3 separate regions of the Mus musculus genome follow, and all the other regions are linked to region 2. Evidence: chromatin contacts called from public HiChIP or PLAC-seq data. All regions are on one chromosome and are shown on one strand. Each heading gives the region's core, a stretch centred on a gene start, on an enhancer-like site or on the middle of the called end of the contact. The rest is flanking DNA. Distances are from core to core; before and after follow the strand shown. Region 1 overlaps Bcr (BCR activator of RhoGEF and GTPase). Region 2 holds the start of Chchd10 (coiled-coil-helix-coiled-coil-helix domain containing 10). Region 3 overlaps Specc1l (sperm antigen with calponin homology and coiled-coil domains 1-like).

Region 1 (4,196 bases), core at 1,341-3,840, 860 kb after region 2:
AGTCCTGGTGGAGGGAGGGGGTGTCTTGCCTTTTTAATCAAACCTTAGCTTATAAAGCCCCAAAAGTCATAAGGTCACGTGGTCCAAGAATACAAGAAGGTTGACCCTATCTAAGAGGACAAAGGCCACCCTGTCCCAGAAGGCTCATTCTGTACTGGGCTCAGCTGATGTTGGTAAGGGGCCTTGGTCCCCTTGTGTGATATATTTGAGGCCTGACCCCCAAATGATATTTTTGGCTTAGATTTAGGATTTACAGAGCAGGAAAAGCTTACTGGACCAAAAAGCATACACCATTCAATCAGGTTCCCATAATGATACCAACTACCTGAGGGCTTATTGAAGACAACTAAAAATTACTTCTCACCATTTTGGACACTGGAATCCCACTGGAGACCATGTCGACTAAGGATCTACTTCATGCTTCAGATAATAGCTTCCTGCTTGGCCTTCATGTGGCAGAAGAAAAAAAATGGGGCTCTTGAAGATATCTTTTTAAAGAGCACTCATCGCATCAGCAAGAGTTTCATCCTCATTACCTTATCGAATGCTATTCATCACCTGGGAATCAGAATGGGCTGGGCTGGGCCTCAGTAAAAAAGCAATTGCTTAGCATGCCAGGGGCCCTAACGTTGATACCCTGCACTACAAAGAAAAGAGAAAGGAGGGTGGAAAGGGGGAGGGAAAGAGAAGGAATGGGAAGGGAAGGAGGGAAGAAATATCTTTCCTAGATATCTGTAAAATAAGAGAAGAGAAATGACGTCTTCAAATCTTCCTGAAAGCTGGGAATAGGTGTTTCCATGGTAGCAATAGGTTTACACCAACCACTGTTTTCCTACCAGACTAAAAAGACTTGCAGGGGGCAGGGGGTGGGGAGGGTGCTATCTGGACACGGATGTGACTGCCTGTCCAGATGCTTTACACCACAGGAGTCACCCTGTGTTGTGTGACTGACTAATAGTGCCACTCAGGTCCTTCACGAATGCCTGGACCTTAGCCAGGCTATATTCTAGGTGTCTAAGTATGTCTCACTTACTCTCAGACCCAACCAGTGCACAGGATATAATTACGATAATGATCTTGCTACAGCCACTTCACAAGGATGTTCCAAGGGCCCATGAAACAGCCTCCAAAGAAACCATATTTACGATGCAAAACGTATCTGAGTCTTCCAGCTCCAACATAGGCAAGACACCTTTATGCACTGGCTAGCTGCTCTTCCCTTGGGTACCCTAAGCCCTCAGCTCACAGCAGCAAGAGTCAGAATCTAAGACACGAGGTTAGGAGGACACAGAGTGTTCTCTGTAGCTGAGTTGGGGGTGGGGGGTGTCAGCAGAAAAGGAAACATAACTGGCCAGATTATCTCCAAAGCTACAGTTTCATTCCTACAGGAACCTGTATCATTAGGCCCCAGAAAATCAACTGCTATTTATTAGATGGGATTACTAAGTGTGGGTTTTGGCCAGAACACGGAAGGGTCTAAGCAAATCAAAACCTGGAGCCTCATGGATGGAGAGATGGCTCAGGGGTTAAGGCTCTTGCTGTTCTTCCAGAGGACCCGGGTTCAATCCCTGGCACACACATCGTAGCTCACGATAATCTGCAACTCCAGTTACGGGGGAGCTGAAGACTTCTTCTGGCCTCTGCAGGCACCAAGCACATATGAGGTGCACATATATACATAAAGGCAAAACACTCTTACATTTGAACCTTAAAAAAAAAGAAGATGGAATTTCATTTCAGTTTAGTCGTGCTCGGGGAGACCGAGACACAGAAAGACCAACCTGGGCTCTGAAACGTCTCCACTTAACAAACTATGACAAAGTATGACAGAGTAGGACAAATCCTACAGGACAGAGACATAGGATATGTTCTGCCTTTGTCCTAAGGCTCATCTCCCTAAAGAAGGAAGCAGTCAGACTCAGGATTAACAGGAAACCAGGACTAACACACAGTTAAAGATATGTGGAAAAAACTGCTTTGATACTACGTAGGGTTTGTTCTTTGTTGGTTGGGTTTAAAAGGATAAGCCCAGGAAGTTACAACATCTTTCAGCAAATTCATGAAGAAGAGAAAGAGAATTTCTCAGAGGACACAGCCAGGTTTGTACCTAATGTCCAATAAATCCCCTTGAGTTACTGCACAGGGAGACTGGTTGCCTTGGAAGACGGATGAGTCGGGATAAACAGGGAAGTACGGACAAGGCCGTGCTAATGATAATTTGAGGGGGCTGGGGAGACAGCTCCGTCAGTTAAACGCTAGGACTTCAGCTCATTCCCCAGCTCCCACATCAGAGAGTGACCTTGGTGGCACCTGCTTGTACACCCAGTGCTGGGGCGGCAGAGACAGGGAGGCCCGTGAGGCTCACTGGGTCCTCAAAAGTGTGAAAGGTTAGGATAGAGCTCCTGAAACTAAAAATAAAGATAATAAATCAGAAAGTAGAAAAGCACTGGCCAGCTTAGGCTACATAGTAAGATTCTGTCTCAAAAATAGACAAAAGGAGACGGACAAAGGAAAGAGAACTATAGCTCAGCAGACAGGACTTCAGCAATGACTGGTCTGGTCAACACTTACTAAGTGAACAGGGATGTGGTGGCTCATAAAGCATTAGCTTGTGGCTTTCCTGGTGCCTGGAGTTAGTGATGACTCGTACCACCCACTGGCTAATACTACACAAAGTGTTTTTTCTTTTTCTTCCTTCCTTCCTTCCTTTCTTTTCTTTCTTTTCTGACAGGCTTATCTCAAACTTGCTAGATAGCTGAAGCCGGTCTGGAATCCCTTACCCACCCACCTCTACTTCCTCAGTACTGACATCACAGGCAGGCCTTGTTTGTGTGACACCAGAGATCGAACCCAAGGCCTCTCACATGCTTAAGCAAGCACACTATGAACTGAGCTAATCCCCAGGCCTGCACACTTTTATTCAACTTCATCCTCTAACTTAGCCATTGGAAACCAGTCTGAGGATCATTTCTCTTTGCCATGACAATTTTTTTTCCTCAGCAGACTTGAACCGTGCACCTCACAGAGTCTGGATGAAGTCTTGGCTCTCAGTTCCTCAGACTGTGACTTTTAAGAAATTAGTAAATCAGTTCATCCCTCAACAAGGAAAGTTCGTTTTAGAATAGATAGATAGATACCATTACAGAAAACCATAACCAATCAAAATACTGAGTTGTGGAGCTCAGACCCAACTAATACACCAGGAACACAACTCCTTCGTATGAGGTTAACGGAACATTGCAGAAGAAAAAGGGGAGAGATTCTAAGAGCCACAGGATCAAGGAGTTTGCTGTGAGAGTGTTCCCTAGAAACATCAGAAGCTACACCCAGAGAGTCTCACCAACACAGCTGCTTAAACACTTAACAGTGACAAGAACCATAAGCATGCTAATATGAATGATTGTGGAGGTTTCGGGGCGATCAGAGGCCACAACTCTAGATAAAGAACTACAGGCAAGTAAGAAATGCTGAGAGCAAGAGAAATAGTCTTCCCCAAGGAAGAGCCCACCAATTGATTATCCAATACCATCCCTGAAAACACGCACAAGTAACATTATACACACTAAACAGGTTATATGCATTTAGGAATACACACACACACACACACACACACACACACCCCACAATTAAAGAAAAAGAGACCATGAGTTTGGAGGCAGGAAGGAAAGGGGAGAAAATGATGCAATTATAATCTCCAAAACCTTAAAAAAAAATTTAACTACAGGGTCATTTCAGTGGTCTTAATCCCAACTGACCAATGTCTTTTGAAGAAAGAGAAATTGGGACATCCAGAGCTGCCAGGAAATACTGAGAAAGGCATTTAAAAGGCGGTGACTACACAGCACAACCAAGGAGATGACAGTCCTCAGAGAGACTTCTCTCGATGGGTTCTTCCCGTCAGCCTGAGTTGTGTTGTTTTGTCTACCACAGTCTGGGGTGTTTTGTTACATAATAGTGATAGCTGACTAAGACACTGGGCCACTTCGGGTCTGTGGGTGGGAAAGCCTGGAGAGAGGAAACTCCCATCAACAACAGGTGGGTTTTCTCTAGGAATCACACCTGCTAAGGTCCGGCAGCTAGGGAGTTAAAGGTGAGCCTGCCGCCAAGGGGACTTTACAGCCACACTTGAATTAAGTACACCAGTCACTGGACAAATAGTATAGCATTCCATTTACGTAAGATACCCAGGATAAGCA
Region 2 (4,608 bases), core at 205-2,704:
GGTGGCTCACAACCATCCATAACGAAATCTGATGCCCTCTTCTTGAGTGTCTGAAGACAGCTACAGTGTACTTACATATAATAAATAAATAAATCTTTTAAAAAAATGTGCTGTTGTAGAAAATTAAAAAAAAAAAGGGGGGGGCAGGCTTGAGCAGACCCCACTGGCTTATCTATTTGGCCTCTGCTTACCTTGTATCCAGTAGGCAAGTGGTAACATTCTTCCAGCTTCAACCCCTTCTGTGGGCCTCCGTGGCTAGCCCACCTTCCAGATCCTCTACTAAGTGTGGTAATGTGGGGTAATGGGGCAGGTTGGGGGGTAAGGGGGTGGGAAGTGGAGGGTGGGGGGGGTGGGGGGTCTGGCTGATAAGCTGCAAGTTCCTCAGAAAATAGTCGTGCATCCCTGGCAACACTGAAGGCTGTTTAGGTTGCACAAATAAATGTTTTAGGGTTTGGGGGTTCTTTTGTTGAGACAGGATCTTCATATAGCCTGGCTCACTCTGTAGAGCAGGTTGGTCTCAAACCCACAGAAATCCACTTGCTTCTGTCTCCCAAATGTCAGGATTAAAGGCATGCATCCAATGAAGAGTTTATTTTTAAAATGCTATGCATGGTGGTGCATGCCTTTAATAGAGGCAGATCTCTGAGTTCAAGGCCAGCCTACTCTACAGAGTCCCAGGATTGCCAGGGCTACACAGAGAAACCCACTCTTGGGGGTGGAGGGTAGGACTATGAATGCCTCATCCATTTTATGATTCTTTGACCAACACTGCTGAGATGAGTCTGAACCAGACCTGGAAATTCTAGCTATGATGATACATGCTTGCAGTCCTATCAGTCAGAATAGGCAAAGACAGGAATCTTGAGTTGGAGGCCTGCCTGGGCTACATGTACACATACTAGACTCTGTCAAAAAAAAGAGAGAGAGAGAGAGAGAGAGAGAGAGAGAGAGAGAGAGAGAGAGACTCTGTCATAAAAAAAAGAAAAGAGGGGTGGGTGGGAAGGGAGGAAGGACGACGGGAAGGAATGGCAGCCTTTAAAAGGTGAGGCTTTTTAAAAGATTGCAGATGGCCAAGTAAAACTTACCACTCTCTGCCCCTACTTTGCAGCAGCTCAGGGCCCCACTGGCCCACCAGAATTCAGAAGAGAGCTGAAGGCCTGGTGGAAGAGGCCTGCAGTGCCTTGTAGAGCCATTGTCATCCAAGAGGGAACACTGCACAGTTGGACACTCGCTGCAGAGATTAGAGTAGTTGAACTGTTTTCAGCACGTAGACCTCCCTCTCAGATGTGATTCTGTCCCTGTCTCAGATGGCTGAGCCTGACTGGTCAGGAAAAGCCTGTTGGCTAGTGTGCCCCCCGGCCAGGGAACAACCTGAGATTCCAGTGTCCAACTCAAACATCCCTGACCCTTTCCTCCCAGCCAACTGACCCAGTTGCCTGCTAGTAGAGAAAAAATCTGGTCCCTCCCTCCAAGATCCTCGCTGACTGCCTCTGGTCTGAAATTGTTAAGTGTGCGCATTTGCATCAGCCATTTGCATCAGCGTGTGCCAAGTGTCAGTAGAGGTCAGAAGAAGGCATCAGTTCCTAGATGGCCACCCTGTGGGTGCTAGGAACGGGAGCCAGGTTTCTCTGCAGGAGCAACAAGTGCTCCTAACCACTGATCCATCTTTCCAGACCCGTCTCTGTTTTGTTTTAAGGTGTGGGGACTGGCCAACTTCCGCCATATGCCTCAGTTTCCCCTGAGGTCACATTTCAATAGTCCGCTCCTTGCAAGAGCTATTGTACCACTTTCCTGTTAGCTAGGGCTGTTTAGATTGGGGATCTGACCACCTGCCACAGGCTAAAACAAGTCAAGCCACCATGGAGAGACCTGGCGAAGGATGAGACTTCTGAAGTGGGGCTGGAGAGCAGAATTGAGCTCTCCCCGGCTCTCACTAGTTCTAAGGGACCCAGCCCCTCCGGGCACTCCTCCCTAACTCAGACCGCTGCTGCAGGCCGGTTGAGTTTAGAACAAAAGGCAGGGGGAGGCGGGGCGGTGGGGGGTGCGGTCCCGGCGCCGGCGGGGGCGGGGCGAATGCTATAAGGGGCGGCGGCCCGGCCTGGCCCAGCAGGCCCAGCAGCCCCGGGGCGGATGGCACGGGCCGCCTGTCTCCTCCGCGCGATTTCGCGCGTCCTCCTGCTCCCGCTGCCTCTGCTGCTCCTGTTGCTGCTGCTCCTGCCGTCGCCGCTGATGGCCCGGGCCAGGCCACCGGTGAGTGCCCGCCACTCCTCCCCGAGGGAGGGCTGGGCACGCGGGCTGGGCCCACTGGCTGAGCTTGACCCACCAAGCGAGCTCCCTGGCTACCCTAGTGCAGTCTGTCCCCGAAATGCCTTCTGGGTCTCTCTGAGCGTACTATAATGAGCTTCCCGTGGTTGGCAGTGTGCAAGTGGAGCTGGTGAGACGCGTCTCTGCGCTGAACTCAGTTTGGAGACCGGCTTCTCCAGCCCCCAGCTAGGGATGCTGGAGTGTGTGTTGATAGAGGTAGCAGAGGGAGTGGATGCCAAGGCCCCTTGTTCATCACTGGAATGAAGCAAAGCAAGTCTGGGGGGAGGGGGGAGCAAAAAGGGGCAGCCTCCGGGTGTGTGGTTCCAGTAAGCACCCCTGCAAGGTGTGTACCGTGGATGGAGAATAAAGGAAGAGCTAGGAAGGAGAAAATGGGGCCCAAGTTGAGAGAGGTGCCCCAGCTTGCAGGAGACAAGTCTGGGAGTCCTGGTAGCCGACAGAAAATGCACCTGAGAGAGATAGTGTGTGCGAGCATCAGGTGCAGTCAGAATAGAAGGGAGCACCGGGGGAACAAAAGCATAAAGAAGAAGAGAAAGGAAAGGGGGTGCAAAGAGGCAAAGGGGAAGAAGAGAGATTGAGGGTTTCCCAGCCTGTGTGTCCCAATGGCTGCATCCTTCTTCCAGCTTGGTCTCTGAGGCACCTGTCAGAGTAGAGACTAAGCTGTGCTGGGGCTGGAGCTGGAACCACTACAGATCTACAATGCCCACGGGGTACCGTGCCCTCAGTAGCCAGCTAAGGCAGCCGGCCAGCTCAAGGAATGATGGATGGGAGGAAGGTATGATAGGCAGGTGTCCCAGGACAGGTCCAGCCATACCAATCCATCTGCCAGTTTTGCTGCACACTGGAAGAGAAAGGGTTTGGAAAGGGGAGTGGGTATTGTGGATCAGGACCTCCTCAAGCAAAACATGGAGTTCCCTGTTCTAGAACTCGGAGCGGAGCGCAGTCGTTAATCCCCTCCCTCCCCCCATCCGTACCCCCACCCACTCCCACCCCCGCAGAAGCCAGCGATAGAACTCATGCCTTCGAGAATTGCACTTCTCCTGACTTCTTACTAAGGGGGCAAAGCAGGAAAGAGCACCGGTACCTCCTGTTGGGCATTTAGGATAAAAGACGAGGCAAACCACACCAATGCTTGCTTGTACAGGGCTTGGGGGGGCAAGCCTGGGGTGGGATCCGAGCCGAGGATCTGTCACACTTTAGATGCGCAGAAAGGGTTGGTCACCTCTAACGCTTTTATCCCTAGACTGCCATCGGCGGGGCCAAAAGAGCTCGGTAAATATTTATTCACCCCAGCCCCCAGCTTGTGAAAAATCCACCACCTAGCAGCCAGGGAAGCTGCCCTTCCTTCTGGAGCTAGTAGGGATGGGTGGGAAGGGGTTAGGCAGAAGCACAAGGGTGGTCTGTGTATCAGTTGCGTGTATGGTTTGGGCTGTTTCCTTATCTCCTGCTCCGTTGCCTCTCACGGATACCTACTACTGACCTGTTTCATCCCCATTAGACCAAAAGCAAACTGAGGTTCAGGAAGGGACCGCTTGATCTTCCCCAGTGGTTTCCTAGTCTGGGGCTCCTTTCTTAACTACCTTCCACTAGGTTCCTCCCCATGGTCTGGGTTGGGAGTCACTCCTAGGACTGACCTTGAGGGTCTAAGATAGGCCAGGAGAATGGGTCAGCCAAGAGTCCCTTGAGTGTGCCTGAGGCTTCCTATTGGCAGCTTCCAGACCAGAGGGTGGGGCAGAGTGAGTCAGGTCCCTTACAGGGGACAGGCCAGAGGAAGGGTGCTAGCTAAGAAAGAGGGAATGCACTAGAAACATAAATGCTGCTTAGGAATGTGCATCTTGGAGATGAGCCAAGCTGGCGGGGAACGGGTAAGCTCTGAGGAGAGGCGGTAAACCCCAGCTCTTGTCTGGTTTGCTGTGCGATCCCGGGAGTCGGGGGTTGGGGGGGGTGGGGTAGTCTTTAACCTCTCTGGACTCGGATTTGTGCTCTGGGATGTTGGAGATTTAGGATAAATTTAGAATAATGACTGTTCCCCAAACTCTTACTGGCTACAGATGAGACCAGGGGTTCTCTGAGCTTACCAGTCTCCCTCATTAAATCCTAGAAGTCCCAGGAGGACTGAGAACTTGGGAAGAGGAGATTCCTAAGTGTGGGAGGCAGTGGAGGGCCTACGCGGATAGAGTCTGGGAAGGAGCTGCCCTGAGTCTGGGCTGCTGCAGGGTCTACAGGGAGTCTCTCAGCTCCTTCTTCTCCCACGGTTGACATCTGTCAGACGGAGAAGCTGAAGCC
Region 3 (4,019 bases), core at 155-2,654, 650 kb after region 2:
GAGCAGAGAATAAGAGTCTGTTGATGGGAATTTCTGGTTTGGTTAGAGACTCGTTATGTCATGTGATGCTTTTCTGGAAGCTATCTGGTGAAAGGGCATGAGATCTTTCACTGGAGTGGACCCTTGAGAGGACACTGGATGTTTGCAAAGACTAAAAGTCTAACCCAACAGACAGTGGGCAATGCTCTGGCATTGGTTTGCCTTGCTTTCTTTGCTGACCTCTGCTTGCTAAGAAATGTACCCAAACTACTTCTAGAGGTGTTCCCGCTGCTTCCTGCTGCGTCAGCATTCTCATGCCAATCATGAGATCGAGCCCTCCTGCTGATCTGAGTGAACTGGACTGCTGACAATGAAGATTGGAATTGCCCCAAGGAACTACTTCTCAACAGGTCCATGTCCCTCTCTTCCTACTATCTATCTTACTCCCCTACCTTTGATTGGTGGGCTATAATGTCCCTCTCTTCCTACTATCCATCTTACTCCCCTACCTTTGATGGGTGGGCTATAAAGGAGGTTGAAGTGTTTAAGAAGCCTTATTAAAGTAGGTCTTGAAAAATCTAGAAGTCGCCTGTGAAATCACAATATAACTGAGGCACTTTGTTATCTTTGAGGGGGTTTTACTCCCTCAATAAATCAGAGCATCTAGGACCTTCCAACACTAATGCTCCAGAGTTAGCCACTCTACAGTGTTTTTAATGCATGGCAGGGCACGATTTAAAGTAGACAAAAGTATTTGTTAGCTAAAAGGTGAATTCACAGGGGCTTGTTTTGTAATGGATGGTTAATAAGATTACAGTCATCAGCACAGTAATTTGAGGATGCCACTTAAAAGAGTTAATGACAGAAGATATGGAATCTCTCTCCATTGATTAGACAGTTCCCTTGACATAAAGCATCCATGGTCCATTTAGGGGTCTGTGAGAACAGTGCATACTAAGTGTCACGTCAGCTTCTTCTCCACTCAACAATCAAGTGTCACAACGTGCCCTCTCTCAACAGAGATTTGTGAGGCAGCAGAGACCAAAGGCCTGAACCCACTGCTGATGCCTAAGGAGACACGTCACACATGCACACAGCCAGCCTGGACAGGGATTCTGGCACTTCTTACATGGTGTCTGACACATTAAGAACTCTAACAGATCAGTCTTTTAGTTTAAAAAGATTATGGGTAGGGCTGGATAGATGGCTCTGCAGTCAATAGCACGTACTGTTCTTACAGAGGACTTGAAATCAGTCTCCAGCATCCGCATTGGTTGGGACACCAGGACTGCATGATGGCGTCACTAGTGTCACTGAAGGAGAAACTCACAGAGGTTAAACTTGGAGAGCTGCTAAACTGGATAGTGATGCGGAATTTCAGCCCCAGTGGCATTATGGGAACCTCTCAGAGAGGTTACAGCCAGTATCACAAGTACATCAAAGTCCAGAAAGGCAGCGCTGTGGGTTTAACATGGTGTTGGCAGCCTGTGTGGTTTTCAGCTTCCGCTTTCTTATGAGGAACTCAAACATGATTAGTAAAGTAAGAAGCACTGAAAAGGGTCAGTGTGGAGGCACAGCTGAGCACAGCTGAGCATAGTTGGTACCCAGCCCCGACCCAGGAAGAATTCAGCTGTGGCTAAATCTCTAAATCCTGACTGAGAACCAACCTGCAATAAATGGTGACTGACTCAAAAAGAGTGGATGGTAAGATACAATCAAACTAAGGGCTGAATGAAATACAAACAACAAAATACAAAGAATCAGGGAAACAAAGAGGTGGTTCTTAGAGAAAAAAAAAAAAAAGACTGACAAATAAATACTTAGCCAAACTAAATAAGAGACAAAAGATCCAAATTAATAAAATCAGAGATGAAAGGGGGCACATTACAACAGACACTAAGGAAATTCAGAGACTCCTAAGGATAAACTTTAACAATCTCTACCGAACTGGAAAGCCTAAAAGAAATAGATGAATATGATATATACAATCTACCAAATTTAATCAAGATCAAATAAGCAATTCAAACAGACCTATAACCCCTAGTGAAACAAAAACAATAATTAAAAGACTTCCAACCAAACAATGACAAAAAAACCAAAACGAAACAAAAAACAAAACCCAGAAAAGTCAGACAGATTCAGCACAGAATTCAACATGACCTTTAAAAAAGAATTAATGGCAATACTTGTAAAATTGCTCCACAAACTAGAAACTGAAGAACACTTACTAATCCTTCATACAAGGCAACAGTTACCCTGATCCCAAAACCACACAAAAAACCCCACCAATAACAAGAACAACAACAACAGATCAACCTCCTTTATGAACATAGATGCAAAAATTCTTAATATAATACTTGCAATCTGGATTTAAGAACACATCAAATGCAATTTCCTCCATAATCAAGTAATGAACCATGTAAATACATTGAAAGACAAAACCCACATGATCATTTCATGGGGTGAGAAAAAGCCTTTGACAAAAGCTAATGTCCTTCCATGATAACAGTTCTGGCAAGATTTTTACAAGGACACAAAGGATACACCTCAAGATAATAAAGACACTCTACACTAAGACCATGGCCCATCAACCTAGACAGAGAGAAACTCAAGCATTTCCACTTAAATCAGGACCAAGACAAGGATGTGCATTAGTGACCAAGACAAGGATGCCCGTTAGTACATGAAGTCATAATAGAATTGAATGGCGCTTCCACTCCACTCCAATGGAAGGCGACCAAAGGAGACAAATGGAAGGAAGTAGCATAAGCACCTTTATTTGCAGATGATATGATTTTATCCATAAATAACTCTAAAAACTTCACCAGGTTTTAGATTGATCACTTTTACAGTTGATAAACACTTTCAGCAAAGCAGCAAGATACAAAATTAACACATAAAGATCAGTAGCCTTCTTATATACAAAGGACTGAGAATATCTTTGTATGCCCTTATTTGCCAGTGGTCCCTGGTGTACCTCCACTTTCCACCTTTTGGCTACGGTGAATTAAGCTACTATAGAGACCAGAATGCCTACGCTGTCTCTTCAGATCCTTGTTTTCAGTTCTTCTGCTTACATCTAACTGTCAGATCATATGGTAATTCTGAATTTCTGTGAGGACTGCTAAATCATTTCACAGCAGTTATAACACAGTACACTGTGCCTGGCAAGGCATAGCTCCCCATGTCCCTATACCCTCACTCTAAACTCCACCTTAGCTAATGAGAGCTAGGAACAGGCAGCCCACTAGTCGATGCTCAGTGACTACTGCCGCCTTACATCTGCATACACTTGGGTCTTTAATCCTAAATGAACTGACAATCACTGCCTGGGTCGTGTACACATTTGTCCATAGGAAGTCTCTTAATGATAGACCTTGTTCACTGCTTCCTCTACTACTTTGGTATTTCTTTTTGTTAGTACTTTTTTGGCCATTTTGTTGTTATGAGCCCAGGAATACAGAACTCTGATCACCTTCTTGTGTACTTCTATAAATTTCTGAGGAAAATCTATTGCAATCTGGAAAAAATCTCTGTACCTCAAATCTTATGTGAGGATACCGGGAATATAAATTGCATTTTTTAGCAGGATGATAATAAATACATTCAACTTGTGTAGAATTAAATCATCTTTACAGTCATATTTAACATCATCTAAAATAAATCCTGAGTGACATGCTGGAAGACAGAGGAAGGAGTGGCAGGTATGCCAACAGGAATGGCAAAGGCTGTGAGAACAGAGATGAACCTAATATTGAACTCTCTTAAGAGGAGCATGTATGTTTTCAGTATTTAGCCAGACGTCATCTCCACAGAAGCACTTAAGCTGGAAAGGCTGAGATTCTTCAGTGGGTGTGGTGCCTGCAGCACAAGCTGACAGACTGCGTGAACTAGAACCCTGCACCTTTCTGTGGAAGGAGAAAGGCACTGTCTGAAGCGGCCCTCTGGCCTCCACAGGCGCATTCACAAACATGAAATAAGCAAGACTTTTAAAGGTGTTCATTAAAAGCACCTGGAAACTGGTTACTTTTCAAACACAA

The links. HiChIP or PLAC-seq counts read pairs in DNA pulled down with a chosen protein or histone mark.
Region 1: a contact with region 2 is called in a FOXA1 HiChIP or PLAC-seq map of pancreatic cancer cells. The contact joins the enhancer-like site here to the promoter of Chchd10 in region 2. A contact is called at or near these places in 1 of 39 promoter capture datasets (pre-B cells), 1 of 484 Hi-C or Micro-C datasets (natural killer cells), 2 of 115 datasets of contacts at active chromatin or transcription factors (pancreatic cancer cells and pro-B cells) and 1 of 9 other capture datasets (adipose tissue).
Region 3: a contact with region 2 is called in an H3K27ac HiChIP or PLAC-seq map of T-cell acute lymphoblastic leukemia, with 4 times the contacts expected there. The contact joins the enhancer-like site here to the promoter of Chchd10 in region 2. A contact is called at or near these places in 1 of 39 promoter capture datasets (the C10 cell line), 2 of 484 Hi-C or Micro-C datasets (cerebellum and pro-B cells), 1 of 115 datasets of contacts at active chromatin or transcription factors (T-cell acute lymphoblastic leukemia) and 1 of 9 other capture datasets (liver).

What each region holds. Positions count from the first base shown.
Region 1 is chr10:75,068,900-75,073,095 of GRCm38.p6, reverse strand. The region is part of intron 1 of Bcr (BCR activator of RhoGEF and GTPase); the gene reads right to left. Among named protein-coding and RNA genes, the nearest start is that of Bcr, 10 kb to the right of the region's middle. Within about 2 kb of position 2,590, at least 73 of the 459 cell types and tissues checked have an H3K27ac peak or open chromatin away from gene starts, as enhancers often do. A contact at or near this core is called in adipose tissue and pancreatic cancer cells, where this site is marked.
Region 2 is chr10:75,929,976-75,934,583 of GRCm38.p6, reverse strand. It overlaps Chchd10 (coiled-coil-helix-coiled-coil-helix domain containing 10), which reads right to left and starts at 1,454. Exons shown (of 5, transcript NM_175329.4): 1 at 1,086-1,454. It overlaps Mmp11 (matrix metallopeptidase 11), which reads left to right and starts at 2,082. Exons shown (of 8, transcript NM_008606.3): 1 at 2,082-2,250. The coding sequence starts at 2,131.
Region 3 is chr10:75,280,291-75,284,309 of GRCm38.p6, reverse strand. The region is part of intron 13 of Specc1l (sperm antigen with calponin homology and coiled-coil domains 1-like); the gene reads right to left. It also overlaps the pseudogene Gm46234. Among named protein-coding and RNA genes, the nearest start is that of Adora2a, 35 kb to the left of the region's middle. Within about 2 kb of position 1,404, at least 76 of the 459 cell types and tissues checked have an H3K27ac peak or open chromatin away from gene starts, as enhancers often do. A contact at or near this core is called in T-cell acute lymphoblastic leukemia, where this site is marked.